Linked DNA regions of Nomascus leucogenys: region 2 is linked to region 1. A link is a contact called in public Hi-C data. All regions are on one chromosome and are shown on one strand. Each heading gives the region's core, a stretch centred on a gene start, on an enhancer-like site or on the middle of the called end of the contact. The rest is flanking DNA. Distances are from core to core; before and after follow the strand shown.

Region 1 (5,897 bases), core at 1,327-3,826:
GCACCTCTGCCGCCGTGCCCGGTCAGAGCCCTGAGGAGGTGGGCAGCCGCCACTGCAGTGGAAATCAGTCCCTAAGCCCTGCCATTAGAAATACTGGGGCCCATGCCAGCTAATCCGAGTGTTGGAAACGTGCTGAGATGTAACCATGCGCAGCTCAGAGCACCAGGCCAAGCCCGGAGGCCATAGCAGCCTGGAAGAGGCAACTCAGCAGTGAGAGTGGGGGGGCGGGGCTAGCCTGGCAGGAAGCCCAGTGCTTCCTCGGAGAACCAGGCCAGCTTCCAGGAAGGATGCCTGGTCCAGGCTGGCAGCTTGCTGGGAATTTGCTCTTCTGAACTCCCCGAGGACAGCATTCCAGAAAGGCCAGAGAGGGCTGGTCAAGGGTCTATTGAGGGTCACACCAGGGTCGGCATTATCCAGGGCCAACAAATGAAGACCAGCCAGGAGCCAGGGCTGCTGTCCCGGTTCTCCTTCAAGCAATCCGTGGAGAAAACGTTGCCTTAGACACTGTGACGATGGGATTAAAATGAATCCCACTGGCCTTAGGAAGTGTCCATCTACTTCCTCCTGATGGGGGAAACGTACAGAAATGGTGCAAGTGTTTCCTGTTAGAGAAATGGAATTAAGGGTGTGACCGTTTGGTGACTGTGGCTGGCCTTCACTGGTGAACTCTTGTTCCCTTAGCCCGCCGCCCTCAGGGGTGGCTCCCCTTAGCTGGGCTGATGTTCCCGTGCTGAAAGCCTTGGGCACGCCTCAGAGGACAGAGGAGGACTCCGGACCCCGGTTCCCCCTCTGGAAACAGTCCCGGAGGAAGTGGCAGAGAAATGCTCATGCTCAAAGGGGCTTCTGGAATTACCGGAGCTCAGCCCTCAACTTTCCAGAAACATAACTGAGACCAGGAGAGAGGGGCCCTCCTCAGTGTCATGCCCCATTCACGAAAGAGCCAGGACCACCGAGCCCAGGCTGCCTGCACTCACCGCACTGCCTGCGCGAGGCTTCGTGGGATGGGCCTCTCTCCGTGTCAGGCACCGCAGGGGCGATACAGAGGTGAGGGGATGGGATCCTTGCGCTCAGAGATACACCAGGGACACAATCAACGTGAAGACCGTGATAGTCAAGGATGAATGTGAGAAGGGCTCTTGGATCATTACGGAACACACTGGCAGACACTTCTGAAGAGGTTAACACAACGGGGGTAGCATTTGAGTTTGAAAGAAGAATTAATCCTGATTAAGCTTCCAACACGGTGGCAACAAGGAGTGTTGTAGTGGCTAAGGGCCTGTTTAGGCCCTGCCACTTATTAACGATGTGATCTTGGGCACTTCCAGCTCAATTTCCTCCTCAATAGAATGCAGGGCAATGATACCTGCCCTGCAGGTGACGGGGAGGCGACATGGTGTAACATTCCTCCACATTGCCCAGCAAATGGCGAGATCTCTATAAACCCTGTGGTCATCGTGGCTTCCCTTGTCATTATCATCCTCCTCATGCCCGTGGCCACCATGCATGGGCGGGGGCCAGGTCCCACCGGGAAGTCTGTCTGTAGTGGTCTCCCTAGGGCTGGGGGCACTGACACCTGTGTAGCCCCTCCTCTGCCTGAGTCACACCTGTTCTGGGGCTACAAAATTAGGTGTGTAGTGAGGAAGCAGAGAGGCATCTACTGGTTCTCATGAATCCTCAAAGCATTTTGGGGAAGCACAGCTACAACTAAATTCAGCTGGAGTTTGTCCTCTCAGTGTGAGCCATGTGCTCATTTCAGAGTGTGGGGAAGGAGGAGTAAGCAGGGGAAGGAGGAGGAGGAGGAGGAAAAGGTCGAGGAGGAAAAAGAGCATAGGAGAAGGAGGAGGAAAAGGGGAAGGAGGAGGAGGAGGAGGAAGGGGAAGGAGGAAGGGGGAAAGAAGGGGGGAGGAGGAAGAGGGGAAGAAGGAGGAAGAGACGGAGGAGGAGGAGGAATAGGGAGGAGGGGGAGGGAGAGGGGGAGGATGAAGAGGAAGAAGGGGAGGAAGAGGGGGAGGAAGGGGGAGGAGGAAGACAAGGAGGAAGGGGGAGAAAGAGGGGAGGAGGAAGAGGAGGAGGAAGAGGAGGAGGAAGAGGGGGAGGAGAAAGAGGAGGAGGAGGAAAGGGAGGAGGAGGAGGAAAAGGGGGAAGCAGAGGAGGAGGAAGAGGGGGAGGGAGAGGGGGAGGAGGAGGAGGTGGAGGAGGAAGGGGGTGAGGAGCAGGAGGAGGAGGAGGGAACCAGATGAGCATGGGGATGGTTCTGTCTGCTCAGGCTCACTTGTCGGTGCCCACTGGCCTGGGTCCCTCAGGCCTCCATCCCTCTGTTTCACAGCCTCAGTTCTGCTCTTGGTGGGCCTCCCTGGGTCGCGATGAAGAGACTGCGCTCCACGAAGCTTTCCTTCTCTGCCCGTCTGGCCTTTGGCTTCTCCTTTTCTCTTGCTCCTCAATGCCTCCCCTCCCTTCTCTCCCACAGCGCCCAGCAAGCCTTTGCTACCTATCCACTGTGTGCCTGGCCCTGTGCCTGGCCCCAGGGTCCAGAACCCCTCAGCGTGATGGTGATTTTTTGCCCTGGAGGAGCTCATAGGCTGCTGAGAAGACAGACACAAAAGAAAACACCAAGAGGCCAGAGAGCTCGCTCTGCCTGGGTCTCATGCCCGTAGGAGGGTGGTTTCTGCCTGGAGTAAACCCCATGTGTCCGAACACCTGCTGCTCCACTGGGCCCTCAGAGTGGAGCATAGACCCTGCCTCGCCCCTGCCTCAGGGAGCTCAGAGCCATCAGAAGAGTGCCCGGCAGGGGTGGGGTGGGCACCACTTAGTGCTTTTGGCTGCAAGGGGCAGGAAACCGCTACTTGGGGACCGAAATAACAGTAACAGTGTGACAGCTCACACGAAGCCAGAGGCAGGTGGCTCCAGGGCTGGCGAGTGCAGCAGGTCCGGGACGTCACCCAGGACGCAGGTTCCTTCCGTGTTTCCTCCTGCTGCCCTCGGCATTTCAGGTTGTCCTCCAGCCAGCTCCCCTTATGGCCACAGGATTGCTGCTGATTTCCAGGGCCTGTCCCAGACCTGGATCCAAAGCCCTGAGGTGGAGGGCCCCAGTCTCCCTGGGTGCCCCCAAGGTTCTGGCCGACGTTTGGGAGCCAGTCCCCCTGGCCTTCCTGCATAGATACAGGAATGCTCAGCCTTGAGCCGGGGGCATGTCCGAGGAGCAGTGAGGGCAGTACATCCTGGTGTTAGCAGAGGCTGCAGACAGGGCTTCCACACAGACCATTTGCCTGTTACCAAATTTGAGGACAAAGGCTTCTTTCTTTTGAAGTCATGGGTTTCTCAGATGGAGCCTTGTCTGACCCCAGCAGTGCAGTACAGGGGAGTGAATGAGCAGGAAGAGGACCAGCATCTCATCGGGGCAGGGCCATGACTGGGGCCTGTGCGCCCAACCCCGCAGAGCTGGTGGCAGAGTGGCGGATGCCGTGGTGGAGCATTGCATGGAGCACTGGCGGATGACACGTGCACGTGGCGATGAGGATGACACGTAAACATGGCAGCTAGTGGAGGGAATGCCAAAACGGGATTCATAACACAGAACCACAGAAATTAAAAATAGATAAGCTGGGCGTGGCAGCGGGCACCTGTGGTCCCAGCTACTCAGGAGGCTGAGGCAGGTGCATCGCTTGAGCCCAGAAGGTCGAGGCTGCAGTGAGCTGATAGAGCCACTGCATTGTAGCCTGGGTGACAGTGAGATCCTATCCTAAAAAAAAAAAGGTCCACAGAGTTTCATGTAAGTGAATACTACACAGCGATTAAAAATGGACATCACGAGGAGTGAAAGAATCCAGATAAAAGACGGTGAAGACGCTGCTTTGTGTCACTCCATTTATGTGAAATTCCAGAAAGAAACCTGTGATGACAGGAATCAGCATAGTGACATCCTGGAAGGTTAGTTTGACTAAGCAGGGTATATACGAGACCTTCTGGAGTGTCGGAAATGTTCTAGATTGTCGTCTGGATGTGGGTTAATACACGTATGCAGACACACACAGGCGGCTGTTTATAAACTTCGCTGAGTTGTGCGCTGAGGACTCTGCATACTTTTCTGTGTGCATCTTACATCTCTGTAGAATTAACATAAAGCCACACACACAAAACAATATACATTTTGTAAAAACACAAACAAAAAATAACACATTGAACACAATACAATGGCTGAGGGGTTGTAGGGAATGGGAGTGGGGTACAGACATAAAAGGGAGGAAATGAACTTTTAAAGGGTCCTTGTCCAAACCAATGACGAAGGTTTATATACACTAAGGAGCAAGATTACCTTGATTGCTCGTGTGCCCGAGGGTGGGGGCGGGAGAGAAAAGAAAAAGCAACAGCAGCAGAATAGCAGAGGCAAGAAGTTTAGGGCTTCAGAGGCTGGGACCAGATGCACGTGGGGAGTGGCGGGGTCTCTGCGGGCAGCCTGGCACCACGGCTTCCTAGGCCCATGGCCAAGGGCAGGCCGCCCTGGTCTGCTCAACGTCAAGAACAAACTCCAAGATCGTGACAAAAGAACGCAGGACAGAGTTCCTGGCGGTGGTTACCCAGGGCTGGAGCTTCCCAGCCCTGGCAGGGACCTGGCAGTGAAGCCAGACTCAACGTGAACCGAGTGTCTCTCTCCACAGCAGGGGAGATGGTGTGAGCTGGAGCGTGCACAACATTCAGGAGTGAAATTTTTAGTGAGCAGAAGTGGAGAGAAGGGGTGTGGGCTGAGGGTCATGTGAGGTGAAGAGGTTCTGCCTGCCTCTCCCTGGCTGCAGAGGGAGCATCCACTGGGTGCTGTGGGGGCCAAACCACAGGGGACGAGACTCAGCCATGCTTGGGATGGAATTGGCAGAGGTTTGTTCCGCAGGATAACAAGAGACTGCCGGAAATGGGCTGGGGTGTGTGTGTGCAAATGTGTGTACATGTGTGTCTATAATGTGGATATGCGGAGGTGTGTGTCAATGCATGTGTGCATGTATGTGTGTGCACGTGTGTGTGTGAACATATGTGGGCACATGTGAATGTGCATATCTATTGCATGTGTTTATGTGTGCGTATGTGTACGTGTGTGAATGTGTGCGTGTTTGTGTGTGTGATGTATATGCATATGTGAGGTGTATGTGCGTGTATTGCATGTTTATGCGTGTGCATATGTGTGTATGTGTTTGTGTGTGTGATGTGTATGTATATGTGAAGTGTGTGTGCGTGTGTATGGCATGCGTGCATGTGCATGTGTACGTGTGTATACGTATGTGTGCAGGTGTGTGTACTTGTGTTCTAGAGAGACTGAGAAATTAAAGAATAAACAGGAGAGGCTCCCAGCAGGGGTGACTGGTCCTTTAATGAACTCCCCAAACTCTCCTTTCCTTTGCCTCCCAGGCTTGCTGTGCAGCCTCCTTAATTAATGCCTGTAGAATGCGTTCAGATGCTGGAAGGAGAAGCAGCAGCTTTATAAATAAACCCTTCTAAAGGTTGACTAATCCCTGAGTCCCCGAGGGAGAGGAGAGAGCTGTGCTGTGTTGGAGGAAGGGGCACCTTGAGTGAAGGAGGCAGCTGCGGCGGGTCACTGAGGTTTTGGTCCCGGCCCCCATTAGCAAGTTGCTTCTCCAGGGGCAGGCTGCGGCTCCTTTCTGGGCCTGTCTTCAGCAGCCAAAGGAAAGGCTTGAATTATGGCCTCACAAGATCCTTTCTCAGGCTCCCATTTTATAAAGTGCCTGTTGTGGCCAAGGTCACAGAGTTGCCCCAGCTGAGCACAAAAGGGCACTTGAGAGAGGCAGGCAGGGGCCACGTGGCCGCCCCTCACATGCAGACAGCCTCGCCGGCTGGAGCCACCCGTGGCGTGACCTGTTTGCGGAGGTCCAGCACAGAACTCTCTAAGCAGG
Region 2 (6,131 bases), core at 2,144-4,643, 270 kb before region 1:
GGATCACGAGGTCAAAAGATCGAGACCACAGTGAAACCGGTGAAACCCCATCTCTACTAAAAATACAAAAAATTAGCCAGGCGTGGTGGCAGGCGCCTGTAGTCCCAGCTACTCGGAGAGGCTGAGGCAGGAGAATGGCGTGAACCCGGGAGGCGGAGCTTGCAGTGAGCCGAGATTGCGCCACTGCACTCCAGCCTGAGCAACAGAGCAAGACTCTGCCTCAAAAAAAAAAAAAAAAAAAAAAAAAAACAGCAAGGGCACAGGATTCAGTACAGAGGACCTGGCTTCCCAACCAACTAGTTAAGTGATTCCAGGCAGTTTCCTTAGCAATAAAACAGAAATAATACTCTCTCTACCTCAAATTAAATCATATGGATGTGAAAGCCTTTTGTAAAATATAAACTTTTAAAATATTGAGGCTGGGCATGGTGGCTCACGCCTGTAATTCCAGCACTTTGGGAGGCTGAGGTAGCAGGATTACTTGAGCCCAGAAGTTTGAGGTTGCAGTGAGCTAGGATGGAGCCACTGTACTCCAGACTGGGTGACAGAGCAAGACCCTGTATTAAAAAAGAAAAGGGTAATGGTATATCTTATATAGACACAGATAAGTGTATAAGATATAGCTTGCTTATATCATGGCAAGATCAATGAAAATATGCTTTTTTAAAAAGTAAAGTTTATTATGTAAGCTCTTGGGAATCATCTCAACTGAAGCCAACCACAAATGCAAGGGGTCTAACCTTGATGATCTGGATTTGTTTGGTCTTTTGTATACCCAGAAATCCGCCATCCTTCTCTATGTTGGTCTTGGTCTTTCCTGAGAAGGCCAGTACCTGAAAAATGAGCATTCCACCTTCCACCCCCACCACATGGGAGTCTTTTTTTTTTTTTAAGTCCCCAGTCTGTTTACCACTTTGTCCTAAGAATCAAAGACTTAGGAAACGTCTTCTTTTTTTTTTTTTTTTTGAGACAGGGTCTCACTCTGTCACCCAGGCTGGAGTGCAGTGGCATGATCTCAGCTCACTGCAACCTCTGCCTTCCAGGCTCAAGCGATTCTCCTGCCTCAGTCTCCTGAGTAGCTGGAATTACAGGCACGTGCCACCACGCCCGGCTAATTTTTGTATTTTTTTAGTAGAGGCGAGGTTTCACCATGCTGGCCAGGCTGGTCTTGATCTCCTGACCTTAAGTGATCTGCCCGCCTTGGCCTCCCAAAGTGCTGGGATTACAGGCATGAGCCTCCGCTCCTGGCCAAGGAAACTTCAAGAAGGCAAAGGCAAGGAGGCCCACCCCGGGCCCTCAGAGGACACGGACAGGGAGCGGACTCTGAAAGGATCTCTGGGAATGGACTCTGTCCCCCCAGCCCCCAGGGCCTGGCTGCCTACACCCAGCTACTTCTCCTCACTGGCCTCTGCCCTAGGCCATGGCAGCCACATCAGGGATGTGGAGCTGGGAAGCGTCCCTCCTTACAGAAGGTCTGTGACAGCGGAGAAGATTCCCAGGATCTCAGGCTAGAAGTTGGAAGGCATTTTCTGAGGGCCACATGATTCCACCAGCTGGAGTTTTCTGTTACCATTGTACGGTCCTTGATTTCTGGGACACAAGATGTTCTTTTAGGCTTTCCTGAATAACAAAGATCACACATACACTTGTTTATCTGGGGAGATGCCTTCCCGTTCTAAACAAGTGACTTACAAATTCTCTTTCTGAGAACAATGCCCATTCATAAGTTGGGAACATTCTGTATGAGTGACTTCTGGCTGGGAAGGCACAGTTCCCAGGAGGGGGAGTTCTCAGGAGACCCCTGTAAAGTGGGCCTGTGCTTAGACACTCAGGTCCCCGTGTTTGCTAGAAACACTTGGGCACACACAGGTGCCTGTTCCAAGCCTTCCTCCCACGGAACACACCTGTGCATGTGAGTCACATGTCCTGCCAACGTGCCACCTGACCTTCACCCTGAGCTGGGGAGTATTGGGTAACTGTGTCCTCACCAAAGTCACCCGGCTGCTTGGGTAACACCTTCGGATAGTATCCAGGCCAAAACATGTTAAGAAAAAAAATTCACTCACAGCTAGAACACTTGTTCCTGCTTATCTTTTAACAATGCAAGGGTAGGGAAATTGTTTGGAAATCAAAACGTGGAAGTTCGTTCATCCTCCCAACCCGTGGAGTTCAAAGGCAGAGACTGGCTAAGCCTTTGTGGGACCTAAAAGTTATATAATCAGGGTGGGGCAGTTTAAATAATTACAAATACGGAATTATGAACAGGCCTTAGAAAGCGAGGGAGAGGCCCTGAAACTTGAGCTTCATTCACTTAATGGAAAATCCAACTCTGATTCCAGGGGAAGAATCTAGAAGATTCCATAAAAATACAATCTTATAGAGCTTTAAATGACTTTCCCTAAAATGCTTTTAATACTTCTTGCTTTAGTGGATCCTGGCTTTTCTTTGACAATGTCATTCAGTTGAAAACCCTCCGGGTAAAGGCTCTTCGCCTCCTGGCCACCCCCATGTGGGCGGGAGGTGCTGCTCTCAGTCAGGGTCTTCACACCCCACTGTTGCAGCCCTTCGCTCAGCCGTCTCTCCAGCCGGACCGTCCTCTCTGCATTTGGGTCCCTGTCCTCCGCCCACCTGCAAAGCACTGAGGGTCAGGGGCGCACGGACGTCTTCCTCCCAGCCCCTCATCCGCCAGCGAGCCGAGCCGCGCCTGGGCCCCTGTCACCGCGCCATCGCTCCTTCGGGACCTGAAGCCTCCGTGCTCAGCGCCCCCCCTGCGGCCCACTGAGACCCCCACCGTTGCTGTGCCCTCCGCCTCAGCACGGCCCTCCCGGAGCTGTGTGCCCTCCCTGACTTCATCTTCGCCCCTCCCCTGTCTGGCTCTCCCACTGCCAGTCACCCCAACCCCGCCCCAGCAGCAGCCTCGAGTTCCCTCTCCCCTCGAAGGCCTCGCGGTGGACTTGGCGCGGGGCAGGCGGGAGGCGGGAGGCGGGAGGCGGGAGGCGGGAGGCGGGAGGCGGGAGGCGGGAGGCGGGAGGCGGAAGGCGGGAGGCTGGGCCGCAGCTCCGCCCTCGGGAAATGGCTCCGCCTCCCTCGCCGGGAACTGCCTTCAGGCGCTGTATGCAGCGACTCCCCACCCCGCGGGGCCATGTCAGCGGACGGGCACCTCCGCGGGAGCAGAGCGAGTCACACGTGCATCCTCTCACCCTTCCCCCGCTGCACCGCCCGCTGTCCAGCCCTCTCTTCCTGTTTTCTCCCACTGCAGAGGTGGCTAAAGAACGTGCAGACTTGGGCCAATTTGCCCCTGCCCGGATTCCTGATTCCTGGCCTCGCGGCCCCACCGCTGTCTTCCTCTCCCCTCCCGGGCTTCCCCTCGCCCCCAGGCCCAGCCCTCTGTGGCCGCGGCCTGCTGTGCCTGAGCTGCGCCTCCGGAGGTTCCGCCGCCCCTTCGCCTCCCTCTCCTCACTTCCCGCCTCCCTCTCCTCACTTCCCGCCTCCCTCTCCTCACTTCCCGCCTCCCTCCTGAGAGGTCCGCTGTGGGGAGAGAGGACTCGGTGTGTGCTCCGCTCGCCCTCCGTGAGATTCCCTCAGGGCACAAGCAGAGCTTCCTGAAGCTCGGTTAGCCGAGCACCCACCAGCTGCAAGGATGGGGACCCTGCCTTTCTTACCGCTCGTGGCCCAGGGCCTGGCCGGGAGGAGGGCCTCTAACCGGGAGGAGCTGCCCGCTCTTCCGTGCCCCGCCCCCCAGCGCACCTGCCCGAGAACATGAGGCTGCCTGGGGGGTCCGCTGGGGCAGAGTGCGGAGTGAAGGGGTGCACTGGGCACTCAGCACGGCCCTTGGGAGGCGGGGCCGCCCCAGCCTGCTCTCTTGTCTAGGAAGGCCGTCCGGAAGCAGGAGCCCCGGGGAAAACAACTGGCTGGACGGGGCGGCAGTGTCTCCCAGCCTGAGAGTCGCTTCCCACCACCTGGGCACGAACCTGCTCTGCGATCTCCGGCAAGTTCCTGCGCCTCCTGTCGGTAAAATGCAGATCGTGGCGTCTTCCCTCTCCCCTGTGAGGATCGTGAGCCTATGCGTGTGAGGCCACCAAATCCCAATTCGTATTAACGTGCTGGAAGCAAGGGGGTCAGAGCACTTAGCAGCTCTCTCCTCTGGTGGGGAGAAGACAATGATTTTCTAAAGGACACAGTTTGATGGTGGAGGCTTGAGAGCGGCTACAGTTGGAGCCACTGGAGAGAGAGATGGTCTCTGGAAATGGGTGCTGAGTTATCTAGTGGCCGATTCACTGTAGGATGCCTGCTAGATTGTACGCTTGCTGAAGGCAGCACCAGTTATCTGTCGCACTGTTCACTACAGAATTGTCTGCACCAAGCACAGCATGGACTCTGTTAGCAGTACAGCAAACATTTGATGAAGGAAGGAAGGAGGGAATTAAAGGAGGAAGAAAGGAAAGAAAGGAGAAAGATGAAGGAAGGATGGAGGGAAGGAAGGAAGAAAGGAAGGATGGAGGGAAGAAGGGAAAGGAGGAAAAGAGGGAAGGGATGAAGAAAGGGAGGGAGAAGGAAAGAAAGGAAGGAGGGAAGGAAGGAAGGAGGAAAATAGGAGGGAAGAAAGGGCGAAAGGAAGGGAAGAAGGAAGGAGGCTGCTTAGGGGTAAAATGTCTGTAGGGACGATGCAGCCAGGCCACGAGCTAATAGAAGGTGCAGAATGTCAAGCTGCTGAGATAGACTATGGAAGGCAATAAGAATGAGGGAATGCCCACCCAGTCCTCAATGACAAATAATGATCTTGTTTTATTTTGCTTTTTCCTCGATCTTAATTTTTAATCCCCAATGCCTGAATGATGGTGTTCTGTGCAGACCTTTGTGTTCGGGTAGAGTGAAGGCAAAAGAATGCTGGGACTGGCCCACCATGGCCTTGGGACTGGCCCACTATGGCCCTGCCCTTACAAACTAGTGGAAAGTAATTAAATGAAAACGATGACAAGGATGTGCATGTAAAACATTTAAAGGCAGGGTGCGGTGGCTCACACCCGTAATCCCAGCACTTTGGGAGGCCGAGGCAGGTGGATCACGAGGTCAGCAGTTCGAGACCAGCCTGGCCAACGTGGTGAAACCCTGTCTCTGCTAAAAATACAAAAATTAGCCAGGCATGGTGGTGGGCGCCTGTAATCCCAGCTACTTGGGAGGCTGCAGCAGGAGAATCACTTGACCCAAGAGGTGGAGTTTGCAGTGAGTCGAGACCATGCCATTGCACTCCAGCCTGGGTGACAGAGGGAGACTCTGTTTCAAAAAACAAACAAACAAAGAACAACAACAAAAAACATTTAAAGACACACAAGGCCGGGCACAGTGGCTCTTGCCTGTAATCCTAGCACTTTGGGAGGCTGAGGCAGGAGGATCGCTTGAGCCCAGGAATTTGAGACCAGCCTGGGCAACACGGTGTAAATGTGTCTCTATAAAACATAGAAAAATTAGCTGGGCATGATGGTGGGCACCTGTGGTCTCAGCTACTCAGGAGGCTGAGGTGGGAGGATCGCTTGAGCCTGAGAGGTCAAGGCTGCAGTGAGCTATGATCTCACCACTGTACTCCAGTCTGGGTAACGGAGCAAGACCCTGTTTCAAAAATAAATGAATGAAATAGTAAAAATTAAGAACACACGAAACTAGATTCAAAATATTACACACACTTTTACAGCTGTATCTCTTGCTCCATCTTCGTGTATTGGAAAGCATGAGTTCACACTGATAATCTCCAAGTCCACGCCGACAGCGGTAGTCGGTTCTTGTTTTCTCCCTTTCCCTTCTCTGCCAGTAAGAAACCCGGCTCCACAGGAAGTGAAAAGAATGAAAAAGGAGCAGTAGGTCACTAAGGTCCCAGCTTCCCTGTGCCAGCCCTGCCATGGTGCCTCCAAGGATTCAGACCCGTCTGGGGCAGAGGTCTTTAAGGAGACCAACTTGGAACCAGAAGTTTCTTCAGATTGAAAGAACTCTGGGAAGTGTCAGTGGTTAGGACAGATTTAGGATACCCTATAAATATACAGTAGGGCAAAGTTAAGGCAAGGGCCCCTGGAGCCTTCGGGGTTATATTGAACCTCCAGGATCCACCTGGATTAACTCTGTGGTGGCTTCCAGCTGTT

The links. A called contact is a pair of places that touch in the nucleus more often than the background predicts.
Region 2: a contact with region 1 is called in a Hi-C map of an unstated tissue, with 3 times the contacts expected there. The contact joins the enhancer-like site here to the promoter of LOC115832880 in region 1. A contact is called at or near these places in 3 of 4 Hi-C or Micro-C datasets (a lymphoblastoid cell line and an unstated tissue).

The regions. Positions count from the first base shown.
Region 1 is chr23:30,776,883-30,782,779 of Asia_NLE_v1, reverse strand. LOC115832880 reads right to left here and starts at 2,576. Exons shown (of 3, transcript XM_030804453.1): 1 at 2,051-2,576; 2 at 1,956-2,015; 3 at 1,265-1,923. The coding sequence starts at 2,576. The coding sequence ends at 1,748.
Region 2 is chr23:31,048,898-31,055,028 of Asia_NLE_v1, reverse strand. No RefSeq gene overlaps it. Among named protein-coding and RNA genes, the nearest start is that of ADIPOR2, 30 kb to the right of the region's middle. Within about 2 kb of position 3,393, the one cell type or tissue checked has an H3K27ac peak away from gene starts, as active enhancers do. A contact at or near this core is called in a lymphoblastoid cell line, where this site is marked.